Regions from separate parts of the Rattus norvegicus genome. Here region 1 is linked to region 2. A link is a contact called in public Hi-C data. All regions are on one chromosome and are shown on one strand. Each heading gives the region's core, a stretch centred on a gene start, on an enhancer-like site or on the middle of the called end of the contact. The rest is flanking DNA. Distances are from core to core; before and after follow the strand shown. Region 1 holds the start of Gprc5b (G protein-coupled receptor, class C, group 5, member B). Region 2 overlaps Iqck (IQ motif containing K).

Region 1 (3,406 bases), core at 636-3,135, 63 kb after region 2:
GGATGCCCTCCCCTGTCTCAAATCGCCCCTTTCAGTGGAGGCCCCCTTCTTGCTGGGTCCACTAAAAAACGCCACTCATAAATCCTGGTCACTTTATTTTCCAGGCTGCCCTGTCCCAGCAGGTGTAGTATGAGGTGGTATTTATTTCCTCCATTAGAGTTTCTTCATCTACTTCTCTGCACACTTCCTTGCCCCCCAAATCTAGATCTACTCATTTTATACAAGATATTTCCTTAGCAGTCGGTTATGTATACACCACATGTGTTGAAAACAAACAAACGAACAAACAAACAAACCAATAAAGATTAGAGTCTATCTTTATAAAGAAAGTCCTCTTCTTGGCTGCCTGGGCCCCAAACTTTTAACTCCTTCCCATCCCCTCTTCTCCTCTTCCTACCCTTTTTAGACTTAGACGCGAAGGGATCAGGGAAACAATGTTCATAGCCCAGATAGAAAACCAGCCTGGAGGAGGGTTTCCAACCAACAGATGCAAATTTGCATTCTATTTACATGTCATTTGCATGCAGTTTAACTCCAAGTGCGGTTATTCCCAAAGCTCTGAGTGCCCACCGAAGAAACTTAGGAAATAACGTTCTGAAGTGCTGTGTGTGGAGGGTGTGCTTGGCCTCTCCTGCATTCTCGTCTTTGTGGGTACCCCCGGAGCTTTCTGGACGCTGTTCAGGTGCCCCCACCCCGGCGCAGTCGGGCGGCCGATGCGGCGCGTGTGCTGGGGCCCCAGGCGGGGACGATGGTGCCCGCCACACTCCCCGGGCCTTTGTCCCTCTTCCAAAGAGCCGCCCCTTTGGCGAACAGAAGAAGGGGAGAACTGGCTAGGCGTGGGTCTGACTGAGCAAGAACAGGGGAATGAGCCCTCTGTTCTGGGGGCGTCCTCTGGGGCAAGGTCGGTGGGCCGATCCGAAGCTGTTTAAACAGCTACCTCCAGCCAAGGAGGGGTGCGGGATCCTTGTCTGGGCTCATCTCTCCCTCTGGGCCCATGAAATGTGTGGGGTCCTATGGGCTTCAAGCCTCAGTCCGCTAGAAGGGGGAGGGGGCGATTCTCTGAGTAGTCCTTACCCCTAGCCTGGCTGCTTTCCTCAGAGGCTCAAATGCCCTCGCCTGGGATAGAAATTCTTCCGCTTCACGGTAATCAGCGGTCCCTGCATTTCCAGCCCACTATTTGTCCCCCAGCTTCAGATTTCCTCCCCGTGGTGCCTGCCCTCTCGCGCCTTTTTCCAAGAGTGCGGAGCCACTGCGGGCTGCAAGCTGGGTCCCCCAGACCCTGCGGCAGGTGAGGTTTCACGTCTCCAAAGGCCATGTCTGCGTAGTTCAGGACCAGCATCCTGGCTGCCCTAGCACCCAACTAACCGCCAGGCCCCTGGAACCTGCCTGCGATGCCCCTCACAGGGGTCACTAGCACAGGACCGGATTCCCCTTTATTCCCTGCTGCCTGTAGCCTGTCGTCACCCGGGACCATGCCCAGAGCCTTGGCTTCTACCGTGGATCCCCTACCAGATAAAGGTTCCCAAACCCCTGCCCTCTGTCGGTCCTCTGCGGCTCTTTTCCCGCCGCACTGTGTCAACCCTCACTTGAACCCCATAGCTTCTCCTGCTGATGTACCCCGAGGAGGGAGAACAGAAAAAGCAAGAGCCGGGATCCTCTCCGGAGCTTCTCAAATCCACGGCGGGAAAAGTTTCTGGGGTCCCTGCGGCGCCCTCCCCTTGACCGCGCTAGCTGGTACTCACCGACCCTCGCGTCCCCGCAGCGCCGACGCTTCTGCTGGCCCTGGGCCCAAGTCACATCTCTGCAACGCGCCCGCGGCCCCCGCTCTGCGCGCACGCCCGCCAGCCGAGCCCGCCTCACTGCATCGCCCTTCCGAGCTGCGGCCGCGCGAGGCGCCCCCTGGCCCGGCCCGCGCTGCAGCAGCCACGGCCCCGCCCCTCCGATAGGCTCCGCCCCATCAGGCCCCGCCCCGGCCGGTCTGCAGCTCTGCTCAACCTAGGACCGGAGCCGCAGCTAGCCCGCAACCCCAGGCGCCTGTTGTTCAGAGCGCTAAGACGCCTTTCTCATCCAAACCTCCGGTGTCCCAAATTCGAGGAAATCTCCCTGTTAAGGGTCCAGACGCACAGTTGCTCAGATTGATCTGTTTGTAGAAACATCCTCAGCCACATACGACGCAATATTCCCGTGGGGGTCCTAGAGTGGCACTCCCCAAACAGTAGGTCCTGGACTCAGACAAGGTCTCACTGCATGCGTTCTAAAGTCACCAAAGCCTCGCTGTGATGCCCTTAGGCAGGTCCCCGCCGAGCACATTCTCTATCCTCTTCCACCCCGCTCCAGCCCGCCCTTTTTAAGCACACTGAACCCAGCACCGGTATCCTTGGCCATCCCAAATGTGAACGTCACCACGGTGACCTCCTCATATTGGTCCGTGTATATGATCGCCACCATCTCTCACACGTCATTCACATACGCACACATCTGCCACTCTCTTAGGCACAGATACCCAGAGAGACCAGATTCTGGCTGTGCTTTGCACTTACGCTCAGGGCACAGATACCGCCAGTGACCATAGAGCAGGCATCGGACATATATGCAGGAGGGGGGTCTAGGACATCCATCACCTCTGAGGTCAGCACTATCTAGATTAGGTTAGGGAGACTGTGCTTCGGCATCCCCTGTAGCAAGCTGGTAGTCTCAGATCGTTCTTCGCCTTTTCTTAGTCTCTCAAAGTCCTTTTATCTCTTTCTTCAAGTCGGTTTTCTTCGGGTCAGGCCACATACAGCTTGGTCATGCGTCTCTGAATATTTTTTTCTTTTTAAGGACACATAAAAGGGACGTGCTCCTAGGACACAGCCCTTACCCTATGCTTGCCGAGATGTCTCCTTACCAGAAACAGGGCTTGGTACACAGTAGGCATTCATTAAATGTTTTGCAGGACAAGGTCTTCCCAAGCCGGTACTGGTCAGACTCCGGACCTGGAACGTGGATGGGCACTGCCCCCTGGTGGTGCTTTGAGGAACTGACGCCGACAGCTTCTAAACTTTTGCCTTCCTAAGTCTTCCAGGCCTCAACTGTATAACCCAGACTATTTTAAAATGTGACCACTGGGGTACACCTGGAACACATTGTAAAGTTCTCCGCACAGGCATCTGGCCGTGAAAAGTCCCATTCAGTGTTGGGTGAGAAACTTCTGGGTCCATGTCCCAGTGGTTCAACTACTGTCATTTCCAGGGTCAGACAGCATCCCAGAGGAGCTTCAAGTCCTTAAAGAGACTGCTGGGTCTGCAGGCTTGGAGAGAACAGTACCAGGATCTCCCAAGGGTGACATCCATCTAGTGAGTGACCAACTTATGTGCTCACATGCTCAGCCTACTTCTGGCTGACCAAAGAAATAAGAAACTGCAAA
Region 2 (3,591 bases), core at 562-3,061:
TCTTTTGCTCAGGATAGAAACTTCTGCCTGTGCCCAGCAGGACTCTGGTGCCCCAGAAAGAAAGCACCCAGTTGCCGTGGTCCCCATTCAGGCCTCTTTCTTGGGGCAATGTCTGGCCACTCAGCAGGCTGAAATAGGCCACAGTACTATAAATAGGGGCCTTAGGCCGCTCTGGGATCAGGTCTCAGGCTAGGTTCCCCCTCCCCCTTCCCTCTCCAGTCCCTTCAGTCATTTAAATAAAACTACAAGTGCGTTTTCAGGTATCAGTGCCCCCAAAGCTTGTCATCTTTGACAGGCTGTGAGAAGCTCCTTTCTGTCTTGTAGGATCAACTCCAGTATGAGATGAACCCCAAATGACCTAGGATTTGCATACAAGCCAATGTGGTGGGTTGGTGCTGTCATGAGTGCAGTGGGCTGGTGCTGTCATGAGTGCAGTGGGCTGGTGCTGTCATGAGTGCAGTGGGCTGGTGCTGTCATGAGTGCAGTGGGCTGGTGCTGTCATGAGTACAGTGGGCTGGCAGTGCCATCAGTGCAGTGGGCTGGCAGTGCCATCAGTGCAGTGGGCTGGTGCTGTCATGAGTACAGTGGGCTGGCAGTGCCATCAGTGCAGTGGGCTGGTGCTGTCATGAGTGCAGTGGGCTGGTGCTGTCATGAGTGCAGTGGGCTGGTGCTGTCATGAGTGCAGTGGGCTGGTGCTGTCATGAGTGCAGTGGGCTGGTGCTGTCATGAGTGCAGTGGGCTGGTGCTGTCATGAGTGCAGTGGGCTGGTGCTGTCATGAGTGCAGTGGGCTGGTGCTGTCATGAGTACAGTGGGCTGGCAGTGCCATCAGTGCAGTGGGCTGGTGCTGTCATGAGTGCAGTGGGCTGGTGCTGTCATGAGTTCAGTGGGCTGGTGCTGTCATCAGTGAAGTGGGTTGGCAGTGTCATCAATGCAGTGGGTTGGTGTTGAAATTCGGGCCTCACAAGCCTAATGCTGTTCTACCTCCTTTGCTGTGTGGCCTTGGATTGGCATTGAGCTTCTCCAAGCCTCACTCTCCTCATCTACAAACTGTAGCTAGCAATAAGACAGAATTCTCGTTCCTCTTTGAGAACCCTGACTTTCAAACTTGACCATATATTAGAACACCCTGAAGTCGCTACTTCAGTCAGGAATAGCATGGCAACACTGGAGCAGGTCTTCACTGTTGCTTGGGTTCAAGTTCTGGGCTATAATACATACTGGTTTCAGGGCATTATTTGCCTGATGGAGGCTCAGTTTCTTCTTTGAAAAGGGTGAAAATACTGCCCACCTCACAGATTTCTTCTGAGAATTAATAGTGTGCACATAGCTCCTAAAACAATGGTCACAGGTCCCACAGTAGAAACCCTCCAGAACTGTCAGCTAAGTGTGGACGAGAGGGAAGGGCTCAGAGCGTGCTGTGTGACAGGGTCCTTGGCACAGCACACTGGCGTAATTTACCCTGTAACTCACTGAGAGGTTCATCAAATACCTCAAATGCCTTTGCATTCAGATTCATCCCTAATCCTCTGGACATTCAGTTATCAAGAGAAGCTGGATGAACTTCGTCTGAACTGTCATCATTGAGAAGTGGGGGAAATTCCATTTCTTTCTTGTATGTGCTGCGACTTGTCCCTGGGGGGCAGCGGGGGGACTTCAGTACAAAAGTAGGTGTAGCTTCCTGGGAGAGGGCCTTCTCAGATCCGGGCATTGCAAAGACTACCTCAGGAAAGGCAGCTGGTGCTGGTGAGTCACCCAGATCCTGATTTCCTGATCACGGGCTAGCAGCCCGAGTGCTCCCTTGACTCACACTGGAAGGATTTGCAGTAATCAGCGTGGTATTTGTGTAGGAACTGAAACAACCGAGCAGCACAGATGTGCTAGGCAGGGCTTGTAACATTGAGCTCATTCCTAGCGTTCTCTTTCGGGGAAGCAGGGTGGCCCAGGCTTCAGCCCTTTGGAGTTACTTGGAGTCCTTCAGGTCTTGTTCTACCTCACTGGCATGCATTCGAACTCCAGGATGGGGGTCTATTTCAACAGAACCCAAATGACATCAGTGTCATTTGTTGAACTTAAAATCTGAGTGACAGTGGTTTTTTTTTTTTTTTTTTTTTAAAGACAAGAGTCCATATGACTCACCAAATTAGTCAGATTAGTGTGAGAGAGCTGGAAGAGGCAACAGAAGAAGCCGGGGGCTGGCGCTGTAACGCCCTCACAGGGGTCAAGACAGGTTGACAAACCATACCTGAAGGACAATATCCAGCCACTGTCCAATCCTTGGGTTTTATTCTTTGATAAATAATTTTTTTGTAGCACTCAAGATTGAATCTATGGCCACATACATGCAAAAGAAGTCCTCCACCCTTGAACAACAGCCCCAGTTCTCTTTTTACCTTCTTATTTTGAGTTAAAAAAAAAAACTCACTAAGTTGTCCACACTGGCCTTGAACTCGTGTCCCACCTGTTTTACTTTCTGTAGTAGTTGGGATTATAGGCCTGCCCCATTCAATCTGGCTACAAAGTTCTTTTTCCCCCCACGTGTGTATGTATGCACCAACCCCCTCTCTTTCTGTGTCTCTGTGTGTGTATGTGTGTGTGTGTGTGTGTGTGTGTGTGTGTATGTGTGTGTCTATGTGTGTGTGTCTATGTGTATGTGTGTCTATGTGTGTGTGTCTGTGTGTCTGTTTGTGTGTGTGTGTGTCTGTGTGTGTGTGTTCCAAATACAATTTTACTGGAACGTAGCTACACCTATTTAGCATATTGGCTGCTGCTTTTATGTTATATGGCAGCATGGAATTGGTTTGAAAGAGACTTCAAGGCCCACAAAAGCAACACTATTTACTCTCTTGTTCGTTCCAATCAAAAAAGTTCACTAGTTACAGACATGACCTCAGATGTGGAACTAAGACCATCAGAAGTTATAAACTAATTTTGAAAGTGAACCTCTAAAGAAGAGGGGAGTCAGCAGCCAGCACCAACTTGAGCATTCAGGCCCCGAGCATAGCATTGTGAGTTTGGGAAATAAGTATGTTTACAATGACTATATAGATTTACTAGAACAAAATATAGACGACGCTGGAAAAACAAGATAGTGCGAAAAGAAAGGGGGAAATTCAGATTTGAAAAAGAAGTGTGCTGATGTTAGAGGAAAGTCCTCGGTGAATGGGCAAAGATGGCTGTGTGGTAGGATGCTTGCCCGGCCTGCATGAGGGGTAGGATGCTTGCCCGGTCTGCATGAGGGCATGGGTCCAACCCTAGTGCTCACACCAGTGAGAAAAAAATATTTAAAAGAAAAATGCACAGACACAAAACCCAGAACAAACAGGCAGTGCCCCTCAAGTTTCAGTGTCCATTAGCAGTAATGGAGTCGGTTAAAGCCCAGCTTCCTGGGCCCGCCCCTCTGCTTGGTGCTGACTTCACAGGCTTGGCTGGGTACAGAGGTTGCCGATCTGTGGATCACTTCTCTGATACCGACAGGTAGACACAGCTGGAGGAGCAGTTAGTGAGAGTCAGGTCTGGGAGAGAGGGTGAAGCTGAGGGCGAGGAGGAGAAAGAGCAGCTGAGGACCGACAAGATGAGAGGGCCAAAGTGAC

Evidence for each region. A called contact is a pair of places that touch in the nucleus more often than the background predicts.
Region 1: a contact with region 2 is called in a Hi-C map of the Rat2 cell line, with 3 times the contacts expected there. The contact joins the promoter of Gprc5b here to the enhancer-like site in region 2. A contact is called at or near these places in 2 of 12 Hi-C or Micro-C datasets (the Rat2 cell line and frontal cortex) and 1 of 1 datasets of contacts at active chromatin or transcription factors (oligodendrocytes).

Annotation. Positions count from the first base shown.
Region 1 is chr1:182,770,391-182,773,796 of GRCr8, forward strand. Gprc5b (G protein-coupled receptor, class C, group 5, member B) reads right to left here and starts at 1,886. Exons shown (of 4, transcript NM_001398762.1): 1 at 1,743-1,886. All of the region lies in intron 2 of LOC102550985 (a long non-coding RNA gene), which reads left to right.
Region 2 is chr1:182,707,145-182,710,735 of GRCr8, forward strand. All of the region lies in intron 7 of Iqck (IQ motif containing K), which reads left to right. Among named protein-coding and RNA genes, the nearest start is that of Gprc5b, 63 kb to the right of the region's middle. Within about 2 kb of position 1,812, at least 39 of the 93 cell types and tissues checked have an H3K27ac peak or open chromatin away from gene starts, as enhancers often do.